Linked DNA regions of Mus musculus: regions 1 and 3 are each linked to region 2. Evidence: chromatin contacts called from public Hi-C and HiChIP or PLAC-seq data. All regions are on one chromosome and are shown on one strand. The core of a region is the stretch at or near the end of the contact, and the rest is flanking DNA. Distances in the headings are between cores, read along the strand shown.

Evidence for each region. Hi-C and Micro-C count contacts between places; a contact is called where the count stands out from the background. HiChIP or PLAC-seq counts read pairs in DNA pulled down with a chosen protein or histone mark.
Region 1: a contact with region 2 is called in a Hi-C map of bone marrow-derived macrophages, with 24 read pairs. The contact joins two enhancer-like sites. A contact is called at or near these places in 5 of 484 Hi-C or Micro-C datasets (bone marrow-derived macrophages, cortical neurons, erythroblasts and 2 more), 3 of 115 datasets of contacts at active chromatin or transcription factors (embryonic forebrain, kidney and stem cell-derived neural progenitor cells) and 2 of 9 other capture datasets (embryonic tail and embryonic trunk).
Region 3: a contact with region 2 is called in an H3K4me3 HiChIP or PLAC-seq map of bone marrow-derived macrophages, with 5 times the contacts expected there. The contact joins two enhancer-like sites. A contact is called at or near these places in 11 of 484 Hi-C or Micro-C datasets (the AML12 cell line, the C2C12 cell line, bone marrow-derived dendritic cells and 8 more), 4 of 115 datasets of contacts at active chromatin or transcription factors (bone marrow-derived macrophages, fibro-adipogenic progenitors, forebrain and 1 more) and 5 of 9 other capture datasets (adipose tissue, embryonic stem cells, liver and 2 more).

The regions. Positions count from the first base shown.
Region 1 is chr9:58,803,666-58,807,654 of GRCm38.p6, reverse strand. It overlaps a transcript of Rec114 not described here. Among named protein-coding and RNA genes, the nearest start is that of Hcn4, 17 kb to the left of the region's middle. Within about 2 kb of position 1,539, at least 63 of the 459 cell types and tissues checked have an H3K27ac peak or open chromatin away from gene starts, as enhancers often do. A contact at or near this core is called in bone marrow-derived macrophages, where this site is marked.
Region 2 is chr9:58,536,139-58,540,345 of GRCm38.p6, reverse strand. Cd276 (CD276 antigen) reads left to right here. Exons shown (of 8, transcript NM_133983.4): 3 at 2,739-3,077. Among named protein-coding and RNA genes, the nearest start is that of Gm51678, 12 kb to the right of the region's middle. Within about 2 kb of position 2,360, at least 40 of the 459 cell types and tissues checked have an H3K27ac peak or open chromatin away from gene starts, as enhancers often do. A contact at or near this core is called in bone marrow-derived macrophages and granulocyte-monocyte progenitors, where this site is marked.
Region 3 is chr9:58,890,525-58,894,413 of GRCm38.p6, reverse strand. It overlaps Neo1 (neogenin), which reads left to right. Exons shown (of 28, transcript NM_001042752.1): 22 at 392-539. Among named protein-coding and RNA genes, the nearest start is that of Hcn4, 70 kb to the right of the region's middle. Within about 2 kb of position 2,408, at least 25 of the 459 cell types and tissues checked have an H3K27ac peak or open chromatin away from gene starts, as enhancers often do. A contact at or near this core is called in bone marrow-derived macrophages and granulocyte-monocyte progenitors, where this site is marked.

The sequences.
Region 1 (3,989 bases), core at 290-2,789, 270 kb before region 2:
AGGGATTCTAAGCAATTCCGTTCTTTCCCAGTTTTTATCCGTTTTTATCTCTGTCTTGTTGAGGTGTGGGAGCACGTCCTATGTGGGAGCACGTCCTGTATGGGAGCACATTCTACATGGAGCACGTTCTATGTGGGAGCACGTTCTACATGGGAGCATGACCTGTGTGGGAACACGTTCTACGTGGGAGCTAGTTGTCGCTTTGTCATTTGTTGCTACAAACATCCATTCCTCCCAGTGGTCACTGCTTTTGTATGGCGCTGTCCACCATACAGAATTTTCCCCACCAGCATTTTCCATGATGATCTCTGACTTAGGTTTCACACAGAACTGGCTTTGACTACCCACAAGAGATCCTCCATGGAGGATTAGGAGCTGGGCTCTGTGGAAGGCTGCCCTTCTAGCGTACATGCACCACAAGAAAGATACAAGCTAAGGACAGATAAGTCTGAGTTAGACTTTGACTGTATAGTCTGTTTCATTGTATAGCCTGTTTTCATGTATGTGTGTGTATAACCCATCTTTCATCATTAATTTGCAATGTCCCCATTCTCACATACGACATGTTTATAGGTATGTAGATATTTATTTCTGGATTCTTTATCTGATGTTTGTTCCTTGCCCAACTTTCTCCTAAATCAACATGATTTACCGCTCTGGTCCAGCTGAGAAAGTTACAGGCTACCACATATAAATAACAAAGCCAAAGTTCTTTATTGATCTGGCAATCAAATGCTGATGCTCAGGGATGTGGGGATTTTAAAAGCAGGACTCAATCAGATCAATAACAGATGTGAGCTATGCTTCTGGGTCATGGTCCGGGTCTTGGAAAGTTCTTAATGTGCTGCCGGGGCACATTCATTGTTGTTCAGGGAGGAGGGTTGGAAATCACCCGAGCAGAGTTAGGATTAGAGCAGGACAAGATGGTGTTTTTTTCAGTCACTCCCACACCCCCTCCCTCACTACTACCCATTTCTTAAAGAATTTGCCCAGATTTCTTACCAACTTAACTATCTCATTAAAATAACTTGATTTTGTTAAAAACTAGAATGGTATTTTTGGTCAGCATCACACTGAGTTTATCAGTTCAAGTCTGTTGATCCTCATATCGCTGTATCTTCCCCTGCGAGAGGAAGGCCTGCCTCTATTTAAATCTCCGTTTGTATTCGCGGAGTACCGTGCTGTGATTTCGGCCCTGGAGGCAGCCTTTTCTCTCATTTCTGTTTCTTTTTGTTCCTTTCTGTCAAGTTCGGGGAGGGTAGTTTTGTAAACCTGCATTTAAGCCACCATGATTCCCAGAAGTCTTTAGATTGTGCCCTGCATTGAGGTTGAGGGCGGGGATGATGAGCTGAAACTGTGGGTGTGGGTGAAATTCAGAGGAGGTTAAATGCTAAACGAGAGCAACAGAACTTAACAAAGTGCCAACATTTATGTGACTGTGGATGAGCGAAAGCAGAAAGGGAAGTGAGGAACCAGTCAGGGAAGGAGAGCTGCAGAGCGAAGTCTATGGACTTTAGTGGCGGCTGGGAGGTTGTGGGCGTGGCTGTGGGCGTGGCTGCGGGATAGCCACGGCCGGGTTGATGGCAGTCTGCAAGAGGGGAAGGGAAGCAGCCTGAGATCTTCACAAAGAAAGACTCTTAGTGTGCAGGTGAACTTGGGATTACTCCTGTCATGTAAAACACGTGTGTCCCCAGGTAGAGGAGACCTTTAAGTGGTCTCAGTAGAAGGAAGGCAAGGGTGTTTAGACAGCATGCGTTGAAGACTCCAGACAACTAGAGCAGACTGGGTGGCAGTGGTGTTGATGTTTCCTTGGGTATAGCATCATGCTATGCAAGCACTCTACCAGTCCCCCACCCCCGGCATCCTCTGACTCAGTCTGTTGTTTTTAGACGGTTACCCAGCAAGCTCAAGTGTTGGGTCTTAGATGAACGGGAATTAAAATTGGAGGGTAGTAAGTGATTTGTGTATCTGAGCAGAGAAAAGACAAAGACGTTTGCTATCAGGAAAGAGACAGAAAAGTCAGGATGAATAAGAAGTAAAGACAGGAGCCAGAGGAAGGGGGAAGCCGGGTATCGCAGTGACCAGATGTTAAGAAGTGACACCTAATACCATGAAAGATTTATTTAGGAATATGTTAATTGAAAACCTAATATGAGGAGTTAGCAGTGTAACCTAATTGGAGCACTTGAATACTATGCACAAAGCCCTGGGTTCAATCCCCAGCACTGCATAAAACCCAGGAATGGTAGCACACACCTGAAATCTTAGCACTGGGAGGTGGAGGGGGCAGGAAGATCAGATGTTCAAGGCCATCTTCAGCTATATAGCAAGTTCAAGATGACCCTGGGCTTAGGTAAGACCAGGTCTCAAAAAAAACAAAACCAACCAACCAAACCAAAACTGATAGGAACATAATAATCTGATATCTGCAAATAATATGCAGCATTTTTCTGTGTAAGACTAAGATGTGTACCCATTAGCAATGGCAGGTTTTGTTTTTTTTTTAATTTTGAACAACTATATTTTCTAGTTTTTTTTTAACTTAGGTGTCCGTAGTGCTTTAGGAAGCTCGGTAACAAAGTCTGTTTGTTTGTTTTACTCTTCTTTTTATGAAGACTATCATGCAGTAAGGGAATCCCAGCTGGAACTGGAGGAGGACTCTTTGAAGTCAGCGTCAAGGTTGGGGTCCTCAGCAGGTAGAGCTCCTAGCTGTGTAAGCAGAAGGTGAAGCGGGCTGACCAAATTTAGCACTGCATCTAGCCCAGCTTGGCTCAGAGGTCACCCCCGGACATAGCCAGGAGTAAGCTGTCCCTTATTCCCCTCTGTAGGGCTCTGCAGACCACCCCTGAACTGGTATGAGCTGGTCTGGAGGATACTAGTGAAATGCCCCCCCCCCACTTCTCTGGATCCTGCACACCAATATCCTGACCCTCATCTGTACCTTAGAATAAAAGAAGTGAGAGTTTTGCAAGGCTGGAGTGCTTCCGGGGTTATTGGAAGGAGGTCCTGGCTGTTGGCATGGCTATGTGTTAATGAATGTCCTGTTTACTGTGGTTGTACCAGTGTAGACACCACCAGTCATCCAGACACTAGGGGAAAGGCTCATTAGACCAGTGCTCAGGATTCAGCAGCTCAGAGTCTACAGAGCCCCAGATAGCACCCAACCTCAGGGTTGATGGCAGAGTCACCTCGCTGAACCTTTCCTGGCAGAAGTGAAGACGTTGTTAAGAGACGCTGTGCCCTCCCTTTGACTCTCAGACTATTGAATCAACAGACCCCAAGAAATTGGAATTTCCCCAGAAATCACATTCTGGGAGAAGGAACAGGCTGAACCTTGGTGTCGAGGGGGGGGGTGTCTCCCAGAAGGAGATTTCACACAGTTTGACAATTTGTCAAACCACTTTGCAGGAGCTATTGGAGCTACAAAAGAGGAAGAGGAAGAAGAGGAGGAGGAAGAAGGAGGGGGGGAGGAAGGGAGGAACCACGCCTTAACTACGATTGTTTAGCTGCAGATCTCTCATGCTCTTTATTTAAACCTAAACATCACATCAAGGCCTAGAAGAAAGACCCGGGCATCACTAGTCTTCTTTGTCCTCTTTCCACTGTGGTCATACCCATCAATCAGATTTGCCTTTTGCTCTTGCTTGTTTAACTGACCTGTTGAGGACAGGCAGCCATGCTTGTGGGGGCTGCCCGAGGCCAGACTCTGACCTTAACTATGGTAACAGCTCTAGATTGGTAGCCTCTCCTTCCAGTGTCAGTAAGTATGCCTTAGGATGAGCCCTTGGGAGAGCAGTCCCTTTGCTAACAGAAGTGGGGGTGACGACGTGGAGAAGGTGAGGAGGGAGGGGTCACTCAGGCTGCATGCAGCTCATTCCTGGTACCTACCAGCTTTCCTTGAGCCTCCCACAAAGACAGTGAAGGAAATATGATTTGTCTCTGACTCACGGTAGGCATTCCATAAATATTTGGGATGAGCAAATGAGTGA
Region 2 (4,207 bases), core at 1,111-3,610:
TTGACTACTTTGTATAAAACAACATAGCACTCTTCCTCCCTCCCTAAATCATCCCTGCCCCGAGCGCTTTATTACATTCTTCCTATAATTTACCTCCACTGGACATATGGTTCCTTTGCTTATTGCCTGTTGTCACCTCGCTCATAAGGCAAGGTCTAACCTCAGGGACTGAATGGATGATTGCTATGTTCACAGTGCTCTGTCCCCATGCTGAATAAATTCCCACCTAGTGCTTGGCTAAGTAAATGCCCTGTTTAGGTAGTCATCCACCTTATGGAGAAAACAAAGCCAAGTGTCTGGCGCCATCTAGTGGTCATCAGAGACAACACCATCTCTATCCGTGGGTGTTCAGACTTCTTTTTGTGTGAGTGTGTTTGCTTGGTTGAGACAGGGTCTCACTATGTGTACCTGGCTGTCCTTGAACTCATTATCTAGACAGGCAGGCCTCAAACTCACACAGAGATCTACCTGTCTCTGCCTCCCAAGTGTTGGGATAAAAGGTGTGTGTCACCACACTTGGCCTGGTTCTAACTTCTTTAGAAAGAATTTTGGGTGACTAAGCTCCATGTCCTAGATGTCCCCTACAAGGGGACACGTAGATCTAGTTGGCAAAGATGAAAACTGGCCTGAGTTTTCATGGAATCACTGAAAGATATCAAGGGCCAGCTTCAACCTCTAGACATCACATACTAAGAAAGAGTGTGTGTAGAATTCATAGTAAAAGACTAATCACAAAACAAATACAAATTTTCTAAGCCTTATATGGGTGCTGTATTCAGCTGGCTTCATTTGAAGCTTGTTTGTGCTGGAAAGTTTATAGGATAGAAGGCACGGGGGCCAATAGCGGAGCCTGTTTCTTTCTCTCTCTCTCTCTCCCTTCCTTTCTCCCTCCCTCCCTCCCTCCCTCCCTCCCTCCCTCCCTCCCTCCCTCCCTCCCCCCTCTCTTTCTTTCTTTCTTTCTTTCTTTCTTTCTTTCTTTCTTTCTTTCTTTCTTTCTTTCTTTCTTTCTTTCTTTTTTTTTTGTTTTTTGTTTTTTTGAGTCAGGGTTTCTCTGTATAACCCTGGCTGTCCTGAAACTCACTCTGTAGACCAGGCTGGCCTCGAACTCAGAAATCCACCTGCCTCTGTCTCCCAAGTGCTGGGATTAAAGGCGTGCGCCACCACTGCCCGGCACCATTTTCTTATAACTTATAAAAGAAAGCATTTCCTTTGGGGGCTTGCTTAACAATGTCAGAGGGTGAGTCCATGACCCTCTCCATTATGGTGGAGAATATGACAGCAGGCAGGCCCGCATAGCACTGGAGCAGTAGCTGAGAGATTCCATCCGATCCACAAGCACAAAGCAGAGAGGAGAGCACAGGCTTTTGAAACCTCAAAGCCCATGCTAGTTACAGATCTCCTCTAACAAGGCCACACCTCCTAATCCTTCCCAAACAGTTCCAACAGCATTCAAACATATGCACGCGAAGGGGGGGGGGGCACATTCTCATTTAAATCACCACACATTCCTTCCTTCTCACCCTTCATCAACCAGCAAATATTGATAATTCTCTGGGCTGCATCTTAGATCTGGCTGGTTTGCTCAATCCCTGTGGCTGCTCTTCACTGCAGGGCCTAGAACTTGCTATGTTGACCAGGCTGGCTTCAAATTTATGGAGATCTTCCTGCCTCTGCCTCCTGAGTGCTTAGCCTTTCGCTGACTTGTGCTCATAGCCTCATGTGTCCTTTCTACAGCTGTGTCGCCATCACTTCTTTTGAGGACCTCTGAGCTGGTCTCCCGACTACCCACCCCCTCACTCTTCCACGATAGAGTCTCCCTTTATAGACGAGCCGGGGTGAGCTTCAGGCTTTGCTACCCAGATCACATCTAATAATTAGTGCCCTCCGTAATGACATCCTCTCGAAGGTGGGAGACCCCAGGTTTCTTCCAGCATCTCTCAGAGCCCCGTCTGGCTGGCCTCCAGTGGGCTTTTCCATGTGCTCTTTCTGATCTGCACCTCAGGGCCTTTGTACCTGCTGGTCCCTCTTCCTGGGACACACTTACATGTGTTTCATAGAGCTCCTGCCTCACACCTTATTTAAAGACATGGGTATTCTTTCTTGCATAGAAGTTAAGTATGTTTATTCATGAAGAGAAGAGAAGGAAAGGCACTCATGAAGTTCTCTCACCCAAGGGAGTTCACTGAGAACAGTGGGTGTTTAGTTCTGCAGGCACCCTTCCTATACAGATAGTATTTGTAGGAAAATGCAAGGGACCTGGCAGGTGGAAAGAAGCTGCCAGGCTTGAAAGCTGCCTCTTCTTTGGTTCTTTCTTTTTCTTTGACTTTTATAAGTACTTCCTCTTTCTTCTCCACCCACAGCTTCCCTTTTTTTTTTTTTTTTTTTTTTTTTTAGAATAGAGCGGATCCAAAGCTGGGTGATGCTCTAACACCAAGCCCTCCCCCTCCCCCACATTGTCTAATCACAAGCTGATGAACATCTGTGTCCATCACAAACTGCCTGCCTTCCATTCCGACATAAACGAGCTCCAGGGTATGACCTGGGTCTTGGTCCTTGTTGCATTTCTAATTCATGTTGGCAAATAGCTGCCTGCAGTGAGGAACATAGATAGGAACTTACTCTGAGCCTCTGACCTGAAAGGAAGCGTGTGCAGAGCCTAGAGGTAGCTGGAAAAGGAGAGAGACCCTGAGGAAACCTCATCTTTCCTAACTGCCCTACCCCTTCCAACTCACCCCCAGGAGCTGTGGAAGTCCAGGTCTCTGAAGACCCCGTGGTGGCCCTGGTGGACACGGATGCCACCCTACGCTGCTCCTTTTCCCCAGAGCCTGGCTTCAGTCTGGCACAGCTCAACCTCATCTGGCAGCTGACAGACACCAAACAGCTGGTGCACAGCTTCACGGAGGGCCGGGACCAAGGCAGTGCCTACTCCAACCGCACAGCGCTCTTCCCTGACCTGTTGGTGCAAGGCAATGCGTCCTTGAGGCTGCAGCGCGTCCGAGTAACCGACGAGGGCAGCTACACCTGCTTTGTGAGCATCCAGGACTTTGACAGCGCTGCTGTTAGCCTGCAGGTGGCCGGTGAGCGTGGAGAGGGGTACCCTCTGCTTCCACTCTTTATCCTTCTGCATGTGGCCTCTCACACGCTGCTGTACCACAGATGAGCCTGCGCTAACAGCCTGTGCGCCTTCCACTATCTCCTGCACTGATGCTGTTGGTGATGATCCCTGTCCTCTGCCACCCTCCAGCCTTCTACTCAAAGCCCAGCATGACTCGGGAGCCCAACAACCTGGGGACAAGGTGACATCATATGTACCAGCTCCCGGGGCTGCCCAGAGGCTGCGGCAGGGCTCAGCAGCCTGGCCTTGTGACGGAATCTTAGGTGGCCAAGGAGCAAGGCTTGTTTGATGTGCACAGCATGCTTAGGGTGGTCCAGAATGCTAATGGCACCTTCAGATGCCTGGGACTCAACTTGGTGTTACAGTAGGATCATCACAATCCACAGAAGCCCCACGGGCTTTTAGTTTTTGGTTTTAAGTGGCACCTTAAAGGGGAGTAACTTAAAGGGGAGTAATTTAAAGGGTTATAGCGTTTATCAGTCACACTTGAAGTTAAAGGAAGTTAGTTCCTTATCTCCAGTCTCCCAACAAGTGAGATGCTTGATTGTGATAGGATGGTGGGGGAGGGCTCTCCAGGTAGCGAGGAGCCACTGATCGAAGGCCTTCTTGACTCCCCAGACTCCAAGGCCGTAGAGACCTCCTGGAAGGATGGAGCTGCATCTGGGTCAGCAGGTCACGCACAGGAGAGGGAAAGGAGTTCTGCGGGGAAGGGGTTTGCTCTTGCGGGACTCTCGATGATCCTATCACCCCAAGTCTGGATCCCAGAGATGGCTCTTGTCAGTCAAGAGCAGCCTGCTATGAAAAATCAGATATGAGACTCAATCTGTCTCGAGAGAATGAGAGGGAAGAAGTCCTGGGTTTTGATGGAGGAAGAGGCTGTGGAACGGCTGCAGAGGTCCTATTCCTCCTTAATGCTTGGTCTCTGTGATTCTGACTCAGGAGGCATGGAGGTCCAGGTCTGAAGACCCTGGGGTATCCCTGATGGGCAGTGACACCACCCTATGCTGCTCTCCCCCTCTAACCCCACCCCACCCCCACCCTCGAGCCTGGCTTCAGCCTGGCCCATTTTAATCTCATCTGGCAACTCAGACA
Region 3 (3,889 bases), core at 1,159-3,658, 350 kb before region 2:
ACATCTTACCTATCAAGCTGTCTCCTCAGTACAACGTGGGACTTTTAAAAATGAATTTGTACATCTTATAAGACACCAGAAAAACAGAACACTACCTGAGCCTTTGTGCTTAGACAGTTCTAGAATATCAGTACACTTGAAGGTTTCTTTGTATGTTATTCTTTGAGTAAACTTCTATGCCAATCCCTGCATGTAGGGCAGACTGTCATAGCCTCAGGAATTTATAATCTAGAAATAGTTTCCTTGAGTAGCACTCTATGCAGTACTGTGATAACTGGTATGAAGAAAATTCACCTGAAATACCTTGAAAAGGTTTGATGGAGCTGATTGAATTTTTTTTTTTAAATCACCTAACTAACTAACTAACATTTGTACCATTTTACCTGCACAGGCAGCAACAGCCCTCACGGGAGCCCCACCTCCCCTCTGGACAGCAACATGCTGCTGGTCATCATTGTCTCTGTTGGCGTCATCACTATCGTGGTGGTTGTGGTCATTGCTGTCTTTTGTACCCGGCGCACCACCTCTCACCAGAAGAAGTAAGGATCTCTAACATGCAACCCTGGTTTTGTTTGTTTCTTCTTATATGTTGCTTCTGTTTTTAGAGTGATGCAAAGAGTTGAAAAAAACATGAAGTACAGGAAAAGCCACTTTAAATGCAGTCATACCCCCTTCCTACCGTGGGGACTGTCTTGGGGATCTTGTATATTATGACAAGTCCCATAAGATTCTAATGGAGCTGAAATATTCCTGCCATCTACTGAACACAAGTTGAAGATGCAAGAGAAAAAGAAACCATGGGAGAAGGAGGAAAATGAATCCCTAAGAAATTTAACACTGGCTTTTCTGGGCCTCAACCTTAAAATGTTTGAAACTGAGGGGGCTAGGAAGGTGGCTCAGCAGTTAAGAACATGTACAGCTTTTGTAGTGGACACAGTTCTGTTCCCAGAACCTACTTTGGATGGCTTATAGCTACCTGTAACTACAGCTTCAGGGGAATCTGATACCTTCTTCTGATCTCTGCAGAAGTGTACACAGAATTAAAAATAAAAATCAATCTTTAAAAAATAAAAAGTTTGAAAACATCTTCCCCTGTCTCAGGCCAAAAAGTTTGCATCTACAAGCAGGAATCTTCATAGACATTTCTGAGTAGGGAGACCTGGTTAGGAAGTGGGACAAATCCTCAGAAGAGATTCTAGAAGAAGGCACTGTCAGTCATAGGAGACCACACAGTAACATGTGTATTATTGCCGCAAAGACTTTCTAATAAAACAAGAATAGAAAAAAAATGAAAAAGAAAAACAGTGACATTGGAGATCTGACTCTAGGGCAATCTGGGCTAGCTTTATGTTTGTGTCCTAGTTTTTGATGGTGGTGGTGGTGGTGGTGGTGGTGGTGGTGGTGGTGGTGGTGGTGGTGGTGATGGTGATGGTGGTGATGATGATGATGTAGGCAGGTATATGCACATGATTGTAGCTGCCCACAGAGGCCAGAGGCATCGATTCCCTCTGAAACTAGAGTTAATATGTGTTTGTGAGCCAAGCCACAGGGGTACTGGGAAGTAAATTCAGGTCCTCTGAAAAAGCCATCTTCCCTCTGTGCCATCTCTCTAGCCATGTATCTTTAGTTTTTTAACAATAACAACAACAAAAAAAATGTTTTAGGAACTAAGAAGTAAAGGCTAGAGACATGGTTCAATGAATAAAGTGCTTATAATGCAAACATGAGGACCTGAATTCCCAGTACCTACTTTAAAAAAAAAAAACAAACTCAGCAGTGTGCCATAGAAGTGACAGATCCCTCAAGCTTGCCTTACCAGTCAGAAAGTTCAGGGCTTAGTGATAGAACCTGTTTCAAAAGACACAGTGTAGAGTAATAGAGGCAGACAGCAGATGTCAATCACTGAACCCCCATACACACTTGCATACATGTCTGGATAAGCCCCCACACGCATGCATGCATGAAAAAAATGAGAAGTAAAACATTGAGCTGATAAAAATAGAACAGTTAGTGGAATGAAGAAAAAAATTCTGCTTATGCAGTTTACCACAAAAGGCAGAAAGTACATCTGTATATGTACACAGAGAGCGAAACGGCTTCTGAACCCTTACCACAGGCTATTTCACAACAGCCTGCGTGCCAGTGAAGGTGGGAGAAAGCTATTAACCTAATATAAGTATTTTATATGTGTGTGCACGTGTGTGCGTGCATATGTGTGTGTATGAGTGAGGCTCTCACTATGTAGTCTTGACTGGCCTGGAACCTGCTATTCCAGGCTGGCTTCAAACTCATAGAGATCCACTTGTCTCTGCCTCTGGTGCTGGGATTAAAGAAAGACATGTGCCACCATGTCCAGCTAATGTATTTGTTTTCAAAGGGCAAGTGATAAGCTACCCTGTAACTGCTATTTGAATAACTTTATGACAGATAAGTCATGTGATGTTTTAACTCTCTGTTCTCAAGTAGCTTTCTATAGTTTAGGTTGCATCTCTTTTCTAAGAGAAGAGGGGCTCTCTTCTGGTTTTGATTATGGAAAACTGTTTCCTTAAGAGCCTGAAAGTCAGCTCTTTTAGAACATTTCTCCAAGTTTCTGTGTTTGGTGCTTCATTTATTTATCTGTTAGTACTTGCTCATACAGCTATTATTAGTATGCTTGGGATCTTTAAAAGTTTCTAAAAAAAACAAAGTGAATATATACACACACAAAGGACAAAGAGTTCCACAGTGCTTTAGATGGAGTTAAAATTCAAAGTAAATAAAACTGGTATCATAGGAGTGTGCCACTGTGGCCAATGGTTCTCACGTTTTCAGATTAGGAATAATCAACATACAGGGATAACACGTGTGTAACAGAGGCCCTGAAAGATCATATCACCAAATGGCAGCACAGCCATTTTAGTTTTGAAAATATCCCCATATTAATCATATGTGGCTACCAAGTAATTGCTATACAAATGATTTTTATACTGTATTGCTTCAGGAATAATGACAAGGAGAAGTTGACATATTCAGTAAAATTTAAAAACAGTATATTTTCAGTCTAAAGTTGATTGAAGCTGAAACTATGAAACGCAGATATGAGGGTCCACTGTACTTGTTTACACTAGCTTGAAGTCTTTTTTTCCTTCATTGCATGTTCAAGCTCTAGTCTTTTCTAATGTACTTTCTGTCCCAACTATTTTACCACAGTTGCTTTCATTGAATCACACATTCCTCAGGGCTCGAGTCTCCATTCTCTTCCGTGTGGTTTCATGTAGCTCTGTGGTTTCATTTACTCTGTGCTTCCCAGAAACTCTGTTTCTATTTCCAGCCAGGCCTCTTTGTTCTGCGTATCAGGCATGCGTGCCCTTCCCGTCCTGTCGCATTTCTCTTTACTCGACATACAGCTTAGATATGAAGCATGCCCGCTTGTGTAGGCTCCTGCATGTGAACCCTTGGTCCACAGTTAGTGGTCTGTTGGAGGAAGTTCCCTGGGGTGGGGTTAGCCTTTAGGTGTATGGCCCAGTCCCTCTTCCTGTGTGATTCTACTTCCTGACTACAGGTTCAGTGCGACCAGCAACCTCCTACTTCCATGCCTTCTGGCCATGGTGGAATGCATTCCCTCAAACTGTAAGCCAAAGTAAACCCTTTCTTAAATTGCTTCAGTCAGATAGCAAAGAGAAAAGTAACTAATACACACATGTCCAAATCAATCCATAATATTTTCAGTAAAACTTTGTAGTCCACTCTTCTCACTGTGAATAAGTGGCCTGGGCCAGAAGCCTTGGCCTCACCATTTCTTTCTTTTTTTTTTTTCTTTGCTCCCACACAGTCTATGCTCATTCCCTCCCTAAGCCCTATATTTCTGTCTCCTGAATATGCATTTCAAATTTGCCTCCTCCATTCCACT